Linked DNA regions of Rattus norvegicus: region 1 is linked to region 2. Evidence: chromatin contacts called from public Hi-C data. All regions are on one chromosome and are shown on one strand. Each heading gives the region's core, a stretch centred on a gene start, on an enhancer-like site or on the middle of the called end of the contact. The rest is flanking DNA. Distances are from core to core; before and after follow the strand shown.

What was found. Hi-C and Micro-C count contacts between places; a contact is called where the count stands out from the background.
Region 1: a contact with region 2 is called in a Hi-C map of Schwann cells, with 2.9 times the contacts expected there. The contact joins the promoter of Foxn3 here to the enhancer-like site in region 2. A contact is called at or near these places in 5 of 12 Hi-C or Micro-C datasets (Schwann cells, frontal cortex, kidney and 2 more) and 1 of 1 datasets of contacts at active chromatin or transcription factors (oligodendrocytes).

Annotation. Positions count from the first base shown.
Region 1 is chr6:124,567,661-124,574,044 of GRCr8, reverse strand. Foxn3 (forkhead box N3) reads left to right here and starts at 2,005. Exons shown (of 7, transcript NM_001108047.2): 1 at 2,005-2,114. It overlaps LOC102550560, which reads right to left. Exons shown (of 5, transcript XM_063262634.1): 3 at 1,627-2,141.
Region 2 is chr6:124,414,384-124,421,312 of GRCr8, reverse strand. All of the region lies in intron 2 of Foxn3 (forkhead box N3), which reads left to right. Among named protein-coding and RNA genes, the nearest start is that of Foxn3, 150 kb to the left of the region's middle. Within about 2 kb of position 3,687, at least 40 of the 93 cell types and tissues checked have an H3K27ac peak or open chromatin away from gene starts, as enhancers often do.

The sequences.
Region 1 (6,384 bases), core at 756-3,255, 150 kb before region 2:
AAGAGACGAGAAGTGACTCCCCAAAGGGCCATCAGATGCCAAGTGCTGCTGGGTTGGCTCAGGGATATTCAGGGATAGTGAGTGGGTCTCACTAATGGCTCACCTTATATCTAAGATACTTAACTTTGGGGCCCACAAAACCTTTCAGAGGGGACACTAGAAAGTGATCAGTTTCTACTGCAGATACACACAACGCGTATAAAGCGGTCAGTCGTGTGTCTGACAGAAAAAACAAAAACAAAAACAAAATACAGCAACAGTGTACCTGGGTGACTAAGGCACTACTTAACTGGGAGCTAGAAGCCCCCGGAGAGAAATCTGAATGGTCCAGCTCCTTCTAGCAAAATTTCTCAGCAGTGACTAAAATATTCTCAAGTACTTCATGTGGCCATGCTATAGACTGGGGCTCTGTTACAGGTAAGAAGGGATGCTGGAATCCTACTGCGTTCCCACAGTGCTTGCAGAGAGGTAGGAGGGGGACAGATGGTATCTTGCTGCAAGGGGTTGGGGGTTGGGGTGGAGAGACCTGAGGGAGAGATTCCATCCTCACTGGTCACCAGTCAGGGAGCTTCAGACCAGTCCTTTCTTGAACCTCCATTGCCTGTTTTCTCTTGGAGGCGTGGTAAAGATCACAGGAGAAGTACTTTGAAGATGGGGGAAAGTACCACGTTACAACACTAGGTGTGAAAAGAGTCACCTGTGATGTTCATTTAATAATGTTTAAAAATCTTCCATTACCTTTAGCTAGCCTGCACTAGAGAGGGCAACGGCACTTTTCAAAGGGACATTTTCTGCTCTCGAAATAGAAGTCAGAAGCCGCGGTTTTAGTTTTCTTTTTGGTGTAAACCACAGCACCGACCTTTGTTGCTATTAGCAGTCTGACTGAATCGTGACCTTCTAACTTGGTGGTATCTGAAGGCTCAAAGAATTCTTGAAGGAACACTTGCCAAGCCTTTCAAACAGGTTTCCTCAACTGAAGCACTGTTATGAATTAGGGGCTAATGGAATTGTCTTCTTAAAGGAGAACCTGCAAGATTTAAGTGACCTTCCAGGTGGGCCACAGTAAATACAGAACCAAAAAGTCGCGCGAGAGCCAGGAGGGTGGAGGTGGGTTGGGGTGGGGTGGGATGGGGGTGGGGCTGGGAGCAGTTGGTTTAGTTCAACTCTTACAAGGTAACACTCTTGCTCAGAAAGAAACGTAGAATTTTTACAGTCCCCCTAATGGTAACAAGCTGATCTGTGAACTAATCTAGGATCATAATTTACTTTTGGTTTATGGGATTTGCGAATTTTTCGCATTTGTTTTAATTTGTAATTAAGTTTTCTCTACGAGGCACACCATATGCCACCATTAATTCTCTCTAGTTGATTTCTTAGGAGATACATGGGTGCATATTTTGATGTAATTTTGGAGGTCTTTTGAAAATCAGATGACTACGTGGTGAGCCATATGGGGCTTTGTTATTTAAAACACAAATTATAAAGCTAGAGAAATCAGAATGGAAAATAAAAAAAAATGTTAATGGGGGCAAATTGGGGGGGAAAGTGGTTTCAAGCGCACGAACTGTCCACTTTTTTCCCTCCCGGATACTCTGAAATCTCCGAGGATCCCGCGATGTCTCTTACCTTCTGCAAGCGCACTCTATACCACAGGTGCACGGAGCAAACCTCTCGGCCACGCTTGTGCATTCCGCCCGGGCTGCAGATTCTAGCATCTGCCTTCTGGGAATTCGGCGGGAGCCAGCGCCTTTCTTTGCACACCCAGGCTTTGGCACTGAGCTCCGCTTTCTCCGCACCCAAGGCTGCACGGCTTTCCCGCTCGTGCTTTCCCGGGACTCCCCCCCTCCCCCGCCGCCCCGCAGTACGTGCAGGCTGCAGAGCGGGCCGCGGCCCGGGCGGCGAGCGCTAGGACCCAGCGGGACTCCGGGCCCGGGTGGGAGCCGAGCCGCCGACCCCGGGCAGGCGCCGGGCGCTGGAGCCGGGTGTTCCGGCCGCGGTCCGTGCAGCTCGGCTGGGAGACGGCGCGAGCCGGCGGCGGGGCCCCCCGCGAGTCCAGCGCCGCTGCAGCCCCCCAATGCGGCCGCGAGAAGCAGCTGGGGGGCAGGCGATCGAAGGTAAGGAAAATCCAGCTCGCTGGCTGTCTAGCGAGCCTCTGCCCGGGTTAGCATTGTCACCCCAAGCCTCGCTGCCCAGGCTGCCCATTTTGGGGGGCACCCTTGGCTTTTTATCTTAAGGTGTCCGCCCCCATCTGTGCACCTAGTTTCGGATTGATTTATAGCATGCAGCCCAGAATGGGGAAGATCCAGGGATGGCGAGTTGCTTATTTTCGTTAGTTTTTGTCTCAAAAGTAAGTTCATTTAAAAAAAAAAAAAAAGAAAGAAAGAAAAGGAAAGAAAGAAAAGTTTTTTTTTCTGGAATTTGTAGATAGCTGGTTTTACATTTTTATTTTAAAAAATCCCAGACAATGGATATTTATAAAAATTACCGAATAATTGATGTAATTCTGTTAATGACTTCGGAGGGAGGCGGCTTTGGAGGGTCCCCAGGCATGACTAGTATTTTCAAGGAACTAACGTGTTAAATGTGGAGTTTGGTTGGGGCAGAGTTACAGCATCGCTGTCGTAACTGTTTTGCTATCAATTATAAACAGAGTGTCTATGGGCAGTTTAAACCTCTTTTTCAAATACCGGAGCTGCATATCCCGGCGTGACATGGACAAACCGGAGTGTCCGTTGAAGGAAGCAGGAGTGTTTCTGTTTTTGGAGAAAAACGTTGTTTTGAGGAGAAAACCCTAGATTCCTAGCCCGGGAGACTATTTTTCATGCTTTGTTTATAGTCTGGGAATGACATTTGGGAAAGGGGGACGCGGTCTTTCTTGGGAGCTTTTAATCGTGGGGGTTATTAATTTATTTAATTTATTAGTTTCAATTGGTTGGGCTCCGGGAGCCTTCCGTCACCAGGTTGTGCTAGCGTTGGGACACATGATTGCGAAGGGGAAACTGCCAGCTCTGAAAGGACTGGACCCGGCTGGTGGAAGCTCCCCCGTGGCGCTGTTGTAGGCTGGGTGCTCCAGGCTCATTGAAGAAAATGGGAATGGCTTTTCCTGGCTGAGGAAGACATCAGTATTTCCCTTTTGTTCCCTGTTTTTTCATTGATCTCCAGCTCTGCCTTAGCCAGGGGGAGCAGCTCAGAGGGTGCAGAGAGCCCTGAAGACTGCACGAATGTCTGGAGCCCGCTCTAACTCTCACACTGATTGGTCAGTCAGATGGGGACTTAGGAAAACAGTCACCCGAAACCTTCTTTTAAAACCTTGTCTTAATTTCAGATCTGCCTTCTCGTACATGGGTTCCTGCGTGGTTTCTTTTTTGATCTGGGTGCATCTGGCTCTCTCTGGGTGTCTTCATCTTTAATTTTTTGTTGTTGTTTCTATCCAGATAAAGTAGGCCATTTTGGTGACAAATTTCTTTGCAGATGTCAGCTCCTAGCTTGCACTGATAGATGTGGGGCTTCACAATACAGGCTCAGTGATTTCTGTTCGTAAGTTGTAGAATGCAAAGTCAACTTGGAATTAATTTTTCCTAATTTTTTTTCAATCTGAGCATTTAAATAGCTGCACCAACAGATGGATGCTTAACTGTATCATTACTTTGATAATTTAAGTGCCTTGTGAATTAGCGTGTTTCTCGCGCTAAATCTAAGTCTTTAGACAGTGAAAGGGAAAACAGACAATGAGGGGCAAGCAATCATGATCAGCTTGCAGACTGTTGCAAGAAATTGTGGCGTCTGCTTTGAGCAGAATACATTCACATCCAAGAAGGGGGGGGGGTGCTGTGGGGGCGGAGTTCTCTCACCACAGAAGGCTGAATTAGAGCTAGGCATGAAGCGGGATCTCTGTAAGACAGCCTGCCGCTTCTGGACATCTTCATTTGAGCCTTAAAGTGCCTCATTAAAGAAGCTGGGTCCCAGAAGTTGTTAACCGTATAAACACTTTTCTGATTGGTTTAAATATTTAGACACAGGAAGTAGATGGTATCTAGTAACCCAGGAATGGAGACACGGTTGTCATAGAAACTGAGGAGTGTAACCCCACCCCACCCCCACCACACATGCATTCACTACCATGACCACCACTTAAAAAAAAAAAAAAAAAAAAAAAAAAAAAGCCCTGCCTGTCATCACAGATGCTTGGAGAACTTGCTGGCTTCTGTTAGTGTTCCCACAACATCTGTTGAAACCTGAGACCATGCCTGTCAAACCAAGGTCATTTTACAACAACCAAAAAAAAAACAAAAAACAAAAAACAAAAAAAAAAACCAACACACACACACACACACACACACACACACACACAAAACAGCCCTCTGGATTTCATAACTGTATTTTTATTGAAAATAGTTCAGGGGAGAGCCCAAATGCCAGGGTGAGTGTTCATGCTTACTTAGCATTTCCCATCCTCTGAGTTGAACAAGGGAAAGGCTGCAAAGAATACATGTGAGCCATTAATGGTAGAGCTGTGCGTCTGCTCCTAGAGGTGTGTGTCTACTGTTAGCACAAAAGTCCTTTCTGCAGCCTTAGAGACCAGAATGCTGCCTATGGAGGGAGGGCCCTTTGGCAAAGGTGCAGTGAAGTGTCTTGATGCTTGCTGGCTGATTCCAGGTGGAGCTGAGGCGTTTGATCTTGATGGTCTCTAGGATTCTGGACAGGTTCTCTTAGGCAGCCTAGGGCTCTGGGGAGCCAAGGGCAGGGTGTTCTTGGTGGCTGGGCGGGGAGAAGAGGAAGTGCTCCTAAGTGGGATGAGGACGAGGGTTTCCAGACAGCAAATACAACTGCCCAGCTGGTTTAGAAGCGTTTCCTCTCCTGTGAATGGAGAGTGCTGCTACCATTTTGAGGCTATTTTAGGGGTGGGGGGGTCCCCCAATCCATGAGTACCCATATCAGCTATGTCTTAATTCATGGTGAGGAATATCAAGGAGAGAAGTCCAACCACCTCCCCCAATGCTATCTTTTCATTCATTTCGCTGGTCGGAAAATAACCAGGCCTACCTCTCCTAAATTTCCACCTTGAAGCGCTTCAGTAAAACTTGTCTACATAGCAATCAACACATTGCCTAGAATTTGACCCGTCATGCCAATGGCAATCTTTAAATTGTAAGTGTTTTCTAATATTTATCATTATTAATTATGTGTAGGTGTCTGCATGCGGGTATGAACATATAACCAGAGGTCCTTGGAGCTGAAGTTACAGACCGTTGTGAGCCGTCTCATGTAGGCGCTGGGATCCGAACACAGGTCCTCTGGAAGAGACCTTTTAACCACTGAGCCATCTCTCCCTTTTTTTTTAAACTACTGAGCCAGATGCTCTTTTAAAATATTGGTTTGTTTGTTTGTTACTTTTCAAGACTGCACTCCTCCGTGTATCCCTAGCTGTCCCGGAACTCACCCAGTAGAGCAGGCTGGCCTCAAACTCAGAGATGCACATTCCTCTGCCTCCCAAGTGCTGGGATTAAAGGCATGCACCACCCCCCACCCTGCCAGACTCCTAAATTTCAAGTTCTTTATATTTGTTTACAAATAACGTCTCCCCATACGTGGTATATTTAGCACTGCACTGGTTTTTTTCTTAAAGCGGTTTTAAAACTTACTTAAATTGTAGTTTGATCCTTCTGAAAGAATATCACATTGCCCTTGTTTTCCTCAACTGAGTGCCTCAAGGAGGGGGCGGGGGGAGAGACAAAGAGCTCCTGGATATGTTTTAATGCTGATTTTAATATCCTATATCGATGGCGTGGCCAACAGCTTAGAGCTGTGTGGTGTCCATGTTCCGATTAGGGGTATAGTTCACGATCCCACGTTATCAAATATTTGGCGCTCTCGGACTTGATGGCATAAGTGGTCCCTCTCAGCAAAGGATTTCCTGTTGAGAACTTATCTGCGAGTTCGGCAGACTGCCATTGGCAGGAAACCTGTCAGTTACTTGTTTTCACAAACCGAAGGAAGTGAATGAGACTTGTTGGTTTCCAGAATCTACCTCGATTCGCTCCGGCCTGCCCCAGAGTTTGCTTAGTTCAAAGAAGGTGACCGTGAGCTATACAAACGAGCGTGAGCTCTTCGGCGCTTCTGCAAATTTCTGTTTTGACTTGAGAATTAGAAGAATTAATCCTTGCACTGTCAGGTACAGCGTCGTTCACCAATACAAATGAGCAAGGAGCTCAGTGACGTCCTAACTCGGTCCCAGTTGTCAGAAAGTCACTGACAGAGTCGTCGAAGCTGGCATTGTTTTGATGTCTGTGCCACATTTTTAACAGTAGTTCCAGAATACCAACCAAATGCCAAAGGATGGAGGGAGGGAGGGAGGGAGGAGGGGGGGGGGGAGAGAGAGAGAGA
Region 2 (6,929 bases), core at 2,438-4,937:
ATGAAAACCACGATAAAGTGGAAGAGTGAACGCTTCAGATGGTCAAAGGAAACACACCAAAGAGTATATTCAAACCGAAATATTTAAAAATCCGGAAAACCAACATGCTTGTTCCCCCTAATCGCTCCTGCCTGCTTCCACATGGCTGCCTTCCTGCCACCCCCTGGCCTGTGAAGGCTGTAGCCATTTCCTCATGGTTTTGGAATCCTTTCTGCGTGGAAAACTAGCGAGACCATTGGTTCATTGCTCTGGCGGGGTTGGTTGGGAATACTTTGTTATTGTCTTTGCTAGCTTAGGAAACCATTAAGGCTCATACATTATTGTTAATGCTGTACAAAAGTTTTAGGGAATATTGTCAGTTTTGACAAAATTTCTTTTTTTTTCTTCTTCAATACAGCTAAGAAGTTTCTCTCTCCCTCTCTCTCTCCCTCTCCCTCTCCATCTCACTATCCTCTTCCTCTCCCTCTCTCTCCTCTCCCTCTCCCTTCTAATGTTCTCTCTCTGTGTCTGTCTGTCTCTGTCTTTCCCTCCTTTTTCAGGAGATGACTCTAAGGTTTCTATGACATATAAAACAGATAAAGTGTGTAACTCAGTGTCTGTTGTGTCGCAACTACTCAGTAAACTGAGCCATTAAGACTGTCCTTTCCTCTTCTTGATCACCAGTGTTAGTCTGTGTGCTTCAGGATACCAAGTTGAGATTTGTGTCTTCACCACCCCCCCAACATCCCCAACCCCACCCCCTGCCCCAGTGAGCTTCTTTCCAGTTAAACTCTAAGACCTCAGAGGACTTGTGCTTGCTTCTGGTCATGTGCACCGCTGTCTCTCGTAGCAGTGGATTCCCAACAGTTAATTTCCCATTCATAACTCCCTGTTTATAGCAGGACTCAAGGACCGCGGCTGTACTCCACTCATTACAGCCGACCTTAAAAGTGCTTGGGAAACAGTTTGCAAATCGAGCCTTTTAAGTCGCTTTAATCTTACCAAGTCTGGTCACTAAACCTGTCAAAACGTCATTTTTTCCCCCTCTATCTTACTTATTCTGTTAAAAAGTTTTACCCTATTAGAAATTTCTCAGCATAAGAAAGTAAACTTCACTGATCACTAATCCAATATGGGTGTCTGCAAAACTACTTCTGGTCACAAGCCCCAGGAAAGCCACCTTGACTTCAGACTACAGAGACCCGTGGGTTCCTGCTTTGAGTCTATCTGGATGGTCCGCGCTTAGCTAGCTCAGACAGAGCCTTTGTAGTTGATGGCTGGGCTGGGCTCACCCACCCTCAAGGCTTGGGCAGTTTGGGAGAGGGAAAAACAGTTGCTGATTTGCTTCCCAAGTCTTTTTCCTTTCCAGGGACTCATTTGCTTCATTAAATTAGGGGTTTGTTTGACATTACTAGGGATTCCTGCCCAAGGCTAAACTTGTAGATTTCATCTTTTTTTTTAAACATTAGTCAATATTTTTATTTTGATATGTGTGTGTGTGTGTGTGTGTGTGTGTGTGTGTGTGTGTGTGTGTAGACACTCTCACTCCCTCAAACACAAGGCAATTCTCCTACCTCAGCCTCCTAAACACTAGGCTTACCCAAGTCATCCAGGGGACACTGGAAGATGCCTTAATCTCTTTCCAAGGGCAGTGCCCCCAGTGACCTAAGGACCTTCCACAGAGCCCTGACCTAGGTGTCCATCAGCCCATACCACAGCACACTGGGGACCAAGCTTCTAACATGGAGCCACACTTATTTTTATCTTATGTGTGTCTTAGGGTTTTACTGCTGTGACCAGACACCATGACCAAGGCAACTCTTATAAGGACAACATTTAACTGGGGGCTGGCTTCCAGACAGGTTCAGAGGTTCAGTTCCTTATTATCAAGGCAGGAGCATGGCAGCATCCAGGCAGGCATGGTGCAGGAGGAGCTGAGAGGTCTACATCTTCATCTGAAGGCTGCTAACAGAATACTGACTTCCAGGCAGCTAGGGTGAGGGTCTTAAAGCCCACCCCGCAGAGTGACACACTTATTCCAACAAGGCCACACCTCTTAATAGTGCCACTCCCTGAACCAAGCATATACAAATCATTGCAATGTGTTTTACCTGCGTGGATGTCTCCTACACCACCTGGCTGCAATGGCCACCGAGGCTATAGGAAAGCCTTGGATCCCCTGGAACTGAAGTTAAAGACGATTGTGGGCTGGAATTCAAACCCTGGTCCTCTGGAAGAGCCAGTGCTCTTCATCATGGAGTCATCTCTCTCGTCCTGTCTAGTTTCATCTTACTCCTAAGTACAGGTCGCTTGACTTTTGTTTACCTTTGTTGTCCTCTGGCCATGAGGATGGCAGTACCTTCCTTGTGAAAGAGAAGGAGTAAATAATACGAGTGCAGGCAGGACTACTGGCACGGTTCCTGCCCTGCAGGGCACTCCGGAGAGCTGTCCGGTGAGAGAGCTCTGCTCTTGTGTTCTCCGTGAGCCTTTTGGATGGCGTCCTTGAGGACTTGGTGTCCGTTGTCTTGACTGCTGTTGTTCTGAAGCACAGAATGTCTTCAGCCAAAATTGACGTCGTTCGTGGTTCGCCCCAGGGAAAGTAGGAGCAGGGTGGTGTTCAGACTGTCTGCGGACACGCCAGGTTTCTCACCAATAGCAAGAGGGGTGTACTGTGCCTGTCAGACATGCTGCCAGGAGGGACGGAAAAGGGAGGCTCAATTTCAAAGTAGTGTTCTGTCCACACCCTTCCGGGTAGAGACAGAGTCAGGGGAGAGCTGGGGATCCCGAAGCAGGGCTCTGTTTCTTGGTTGGAATTGGAGTTTTGCATTGTGATGTTAGAGTTTCCAAAACTTTACGCCAAGGGCCAGCAAGCTAGCTCCTCTGGTCCTTGCTGCCAGTTGCTATGTATGACCTGAGTTGGATTCCTGGGACCTCTGGGGCAGAAGAAGAGACTTGTGCACACTGCCCTGGGTGTCCTCATCCACATCCACACGCATACACCTAAAGTAATACAGTCAATGAGGCAAACCCAAGTGTTTATAAGGACTCAAAATGTAAAAGCAACAAAAATCAAACCTCTCGGCACATGCATGGGGAGGGAAAGCTTCTAGTCTGTTGCAGTGTGAGTTTGAGTGTTGATTGTGAGCTGGGTGGGTCGGTGTATGCCTTCAACCCCAGCACTGCAGAAGCAGAGGCAGGTGAAGCTCTGCGAGTTTCAAGGCCAGCCTGGTCTACATAGTGAGGGCTGCAAAGTGATATTCTCATCTCAAAAGAACCCAAACCCAAACTAAAGTAAAGGAGCAACAAAAGCTTTTCTAAGAAGTAAAATTGACCAAAAATAGAAGGAAAGAGACCCAAAAGCAACTGGCAGGACTCTGGTGGCAAGGCCTTAAAATTAGATCCGGAAATGTGAGTGGAAGTCTATGAGGGACACAGTCAAGTGCACAGATCGCTGTGGGTAGGAGGCAGGGGCCTCAGTCAATATTGCAGTATTGCCCTTTTTCTACATTAAAAAAAAAGTGTTTTTTCCTTCATTGAAAAATGTGTTTTTCATCTCAGGCAATAGAAGCAGCAGACAAAGCTCTCATTAAGATCATGCAAGAAACTGAAAATGTGGAAGATTTTCCTTAGACAGGGTGTACCGGGGGCCCAGAGTAAAGTGGAGTCTCCAGCCTGCCTCTGCTTCGCAGCCACCCCCAGCCCTGAGCCAGCACTCTACAGTGTCTAACTTTGTGCTTTCACTTTTGATTAGTTAGGGCCTCCGTCTGCCGTGGTTTGAATATGAGGCTTTTCTGTGGCTCCTTTTCAGAGGATTCCAAGCAGTTTTAAAGAAATACATAATGTTCAGAGATCTTAAGTATTTGTTTGGAGACTTTAAATCTGTCAGGCAGATTTGAAACCCTTCCAGAGTCTTGAAAATGGTAGCCGGTGAGCAGAAAAGTGAGAGGGGACTGTGTAAGCTGCAATCCATGCTTTTAGCAGCAGCAGAAGCAGCAAGCAGTTAGGTCTGTAAAAACAGAAGAGTGACAATTCTTTATTTAATGTTAAACAGGAAACCGAAAGCAATCTGCAACACCGTGGTGAGCTTTCAAGGAACCTGCTATTTATCAGTGCTGGAAAAAGCCTGCGGATGGTTCTTCTATTTGCTTAAGATGATAATGTCTTCTCGAAAATCTTAACCCAAACATGACCGCCAGAAGCAGGGTCTCTGTCCTATCCGCTGGTTTGACGGCAACCAGTTCGATCCAGAACCAAAGGAAATTTAGAAGCAAATTGAAGAGCTCTCTAAGATTTGGGCAGGAACTCATGTTTTGCCTGTGTGTGGGGCTGTCACTTAGCCAACATTCGAGTATGAATATTCTTTCTGAAGACCTGGGCTTCGTTTTTAAGGTCAGCCTTCAATTTGGAGAGAATATAATTTGCTGTTATTTTTAGGGCTTTCATGATTACTTTTAATAACTAATGAAAAAAAACAGCAGAGAAATAAATGTGTAACAGCTGTGTCTGCTTAACTTGATTAAACGCAGCAAAAAAAAAAAAAGTAAACAGAAGACTAATGTGACAATAGACAAAGGGGACAAGTGTCCCTGTCATTGTGAGAAGTCTCACAGACATAACTTGCCTCGCGTCAGAAGGCCGGCCGGGTCTGTGTTTAAAGTTTACTTTACTGTTTGTCTTGAGTGGGATCAGTGTTGTAGTGAATAATTTATAGCCAGCATGAATGAGCTCATTAGTCACCTTTTCAGACTTTAAATGAGTTTTGTGGTTGTCATTACTCGAGCCTTCTGTTCAGCCGCAGAGCAAAATGACAGCTTGGCAGTTGGCTGCCTTGTGGGGGCTGCCTGTGCCCCTTCAGGTCTGTGCTGGCTTTTGTGTTTCATTGAGACCTTGCTTTTCTTGCTCTGTGGCTGGGCTAGGAACTCTCACATTTCAGTCTTATGTACTTGAAGGCTCAAAAAAACATTTTGGAGGAAGTTTAAAAACAAAACAAGCCCCCCCCCCCAAAAAAAACGTTTGGTGGTATCTGGCAGTAAAATGGATAATCTCACCCCCCCCCCGTGTGTATGTGTGTGTGTGTGTGTGTGTGTGTGTGTGTATGTGTGTGTTTCTTCAGCAACTACTGTGTAGCATTGACATTGGTGTGATAATTGAATTCTTCAAAAGCAGAGTAAACCGGGAGTGTTTTTGAAGCAGCTAAGCTGGTCTCTCAGCTGGCAGACACATTTTAGCAGGGGTTGTAGTTGGAGTTTGCGGGGAAAGGAGATGTATTTTTCCAATTCTCAATATGAAAATGGTCTGTGTGAAGAACCTGGGCCCATAGCAAAGCCACTGGGTTGGATGAGCAGGGCCACTTGGACCTGTCTTGTTCCTACAAAGGGGTTGACCAGATGACCATTTGAGATGCCAGCCAAGGAGCTAAGGAGCTGGATCATAAAGTGTTTGAGAGCTTGAAGACCTGAGTTAGGATCTCCAGCACTGGGATTAAAAAGTTGGGTGTGGCAACAGGTATCTGTAATTCCAGTGCTGGGAAGGCAGAGGCTGGCAGATCTCTAGAGCACATTGCCCTACCAGTCTGAATAGGTAAACTTCAGGAATCAGTAAAGAGACCTTATCCTAAAAAAAGATTCAGTCACCTGATGTTGACTTCTGGACACACACACAGACACACACACACACACACACACAGACACACACACACACACACACACACACACACACACAGAGAGAGAGAGAGAGAGAGAGAGAGAGAGAGAGAGAGAGAGAGGAGACAGAGCGAGATCTTGATCTCTCAATCTCTCTCCCAGGAAACAGAAGTCCAGGAGGATCAGCAGTGAATACAGCACATTGAAAAGAGAAAATGAACCATCGAGGTTGCCTCCTTCCGGTGCCATTGGAGATATGGCAGGAAGGCTGGTGCGAGCGCAAGCCTAGCCTGGGTGTGCCAGTGCTTGGAAGGGCTTGGAATCAGATACCACAGGTCCATCCATCTTTCCCTTAGAACGTGGCCTGAGTACGGCTTCCATAATGTCTGCTCGCTTCCAGTCTAGCACTGCAATGCACCCTGACTTCAGGAGACGCTGACATCACACCTTGGTCCTTGGGTGGTCCCTGTCAGCTAAGTGCCTAGACCATGGTTCTGAATGCTTTCCTACATTTGCTCTGAGCCCTGGACACTAGAGGCTGCTGTGAGTAGTGAAGGCATCACCCACTTGCGCCCTCTTCTGGTGTGTCTGAGGATAGCACATAAAATGAATCTTAAACAAGATTTTAAGCTATGCGCCATTTCCCGGAAGCTTCACCTGGGTTAGTGCTTTCTGCTTTGTTTTAGAGAGACTGTGGTGGATGGACTTGCTTTCTCTTGTTTCCCTTTGTAAAAGTGAGAGGGGAGAGGCACATCTTGGTGGTGGCCACTGAAACCGTGTGCCCATCAGAGAGAATAGCAAAGGCACCCATGACCGCCTGTCTTACCCAGGGTTTCTATTGCTGCAATCAAACACCACGGTCAAAAGCCAAGTTGGTAAGGACAGGGCTTAGCTGACTTATACTTCTAGGTCACCGTCCAGCACTGGAAGAAGTCAGTACAGGAGCTCAAGCAGGACTGGAATCCTGAGGCCGGAGCTGATGCAGAGGCCATGGAGGAGGGTTGCTCACTGGCTGGCTTCCCCTGGCTTGCTCAGCCTTACCTTCATATAGAGCCCAGAACTCTAGGAATGGCACCACCCACAGTGGGTTGGATCCTCCCCATTGATCACTAATTGATAAAACGATGTGCAGCTGGATCTCGTGGAGGCATTTCCTCGATTGACGGACGCTCCTTCCTCTCTGATAACTTTAGCTTGTGTCAAGTTGGCACACAAAACCAGCTAATGCAATGCCTACGGGAGATAGGAGGATGGGGAGATGGATATAGTAGACCATACTGTTTGCAAATGAAGTGATTGAAATTTCTG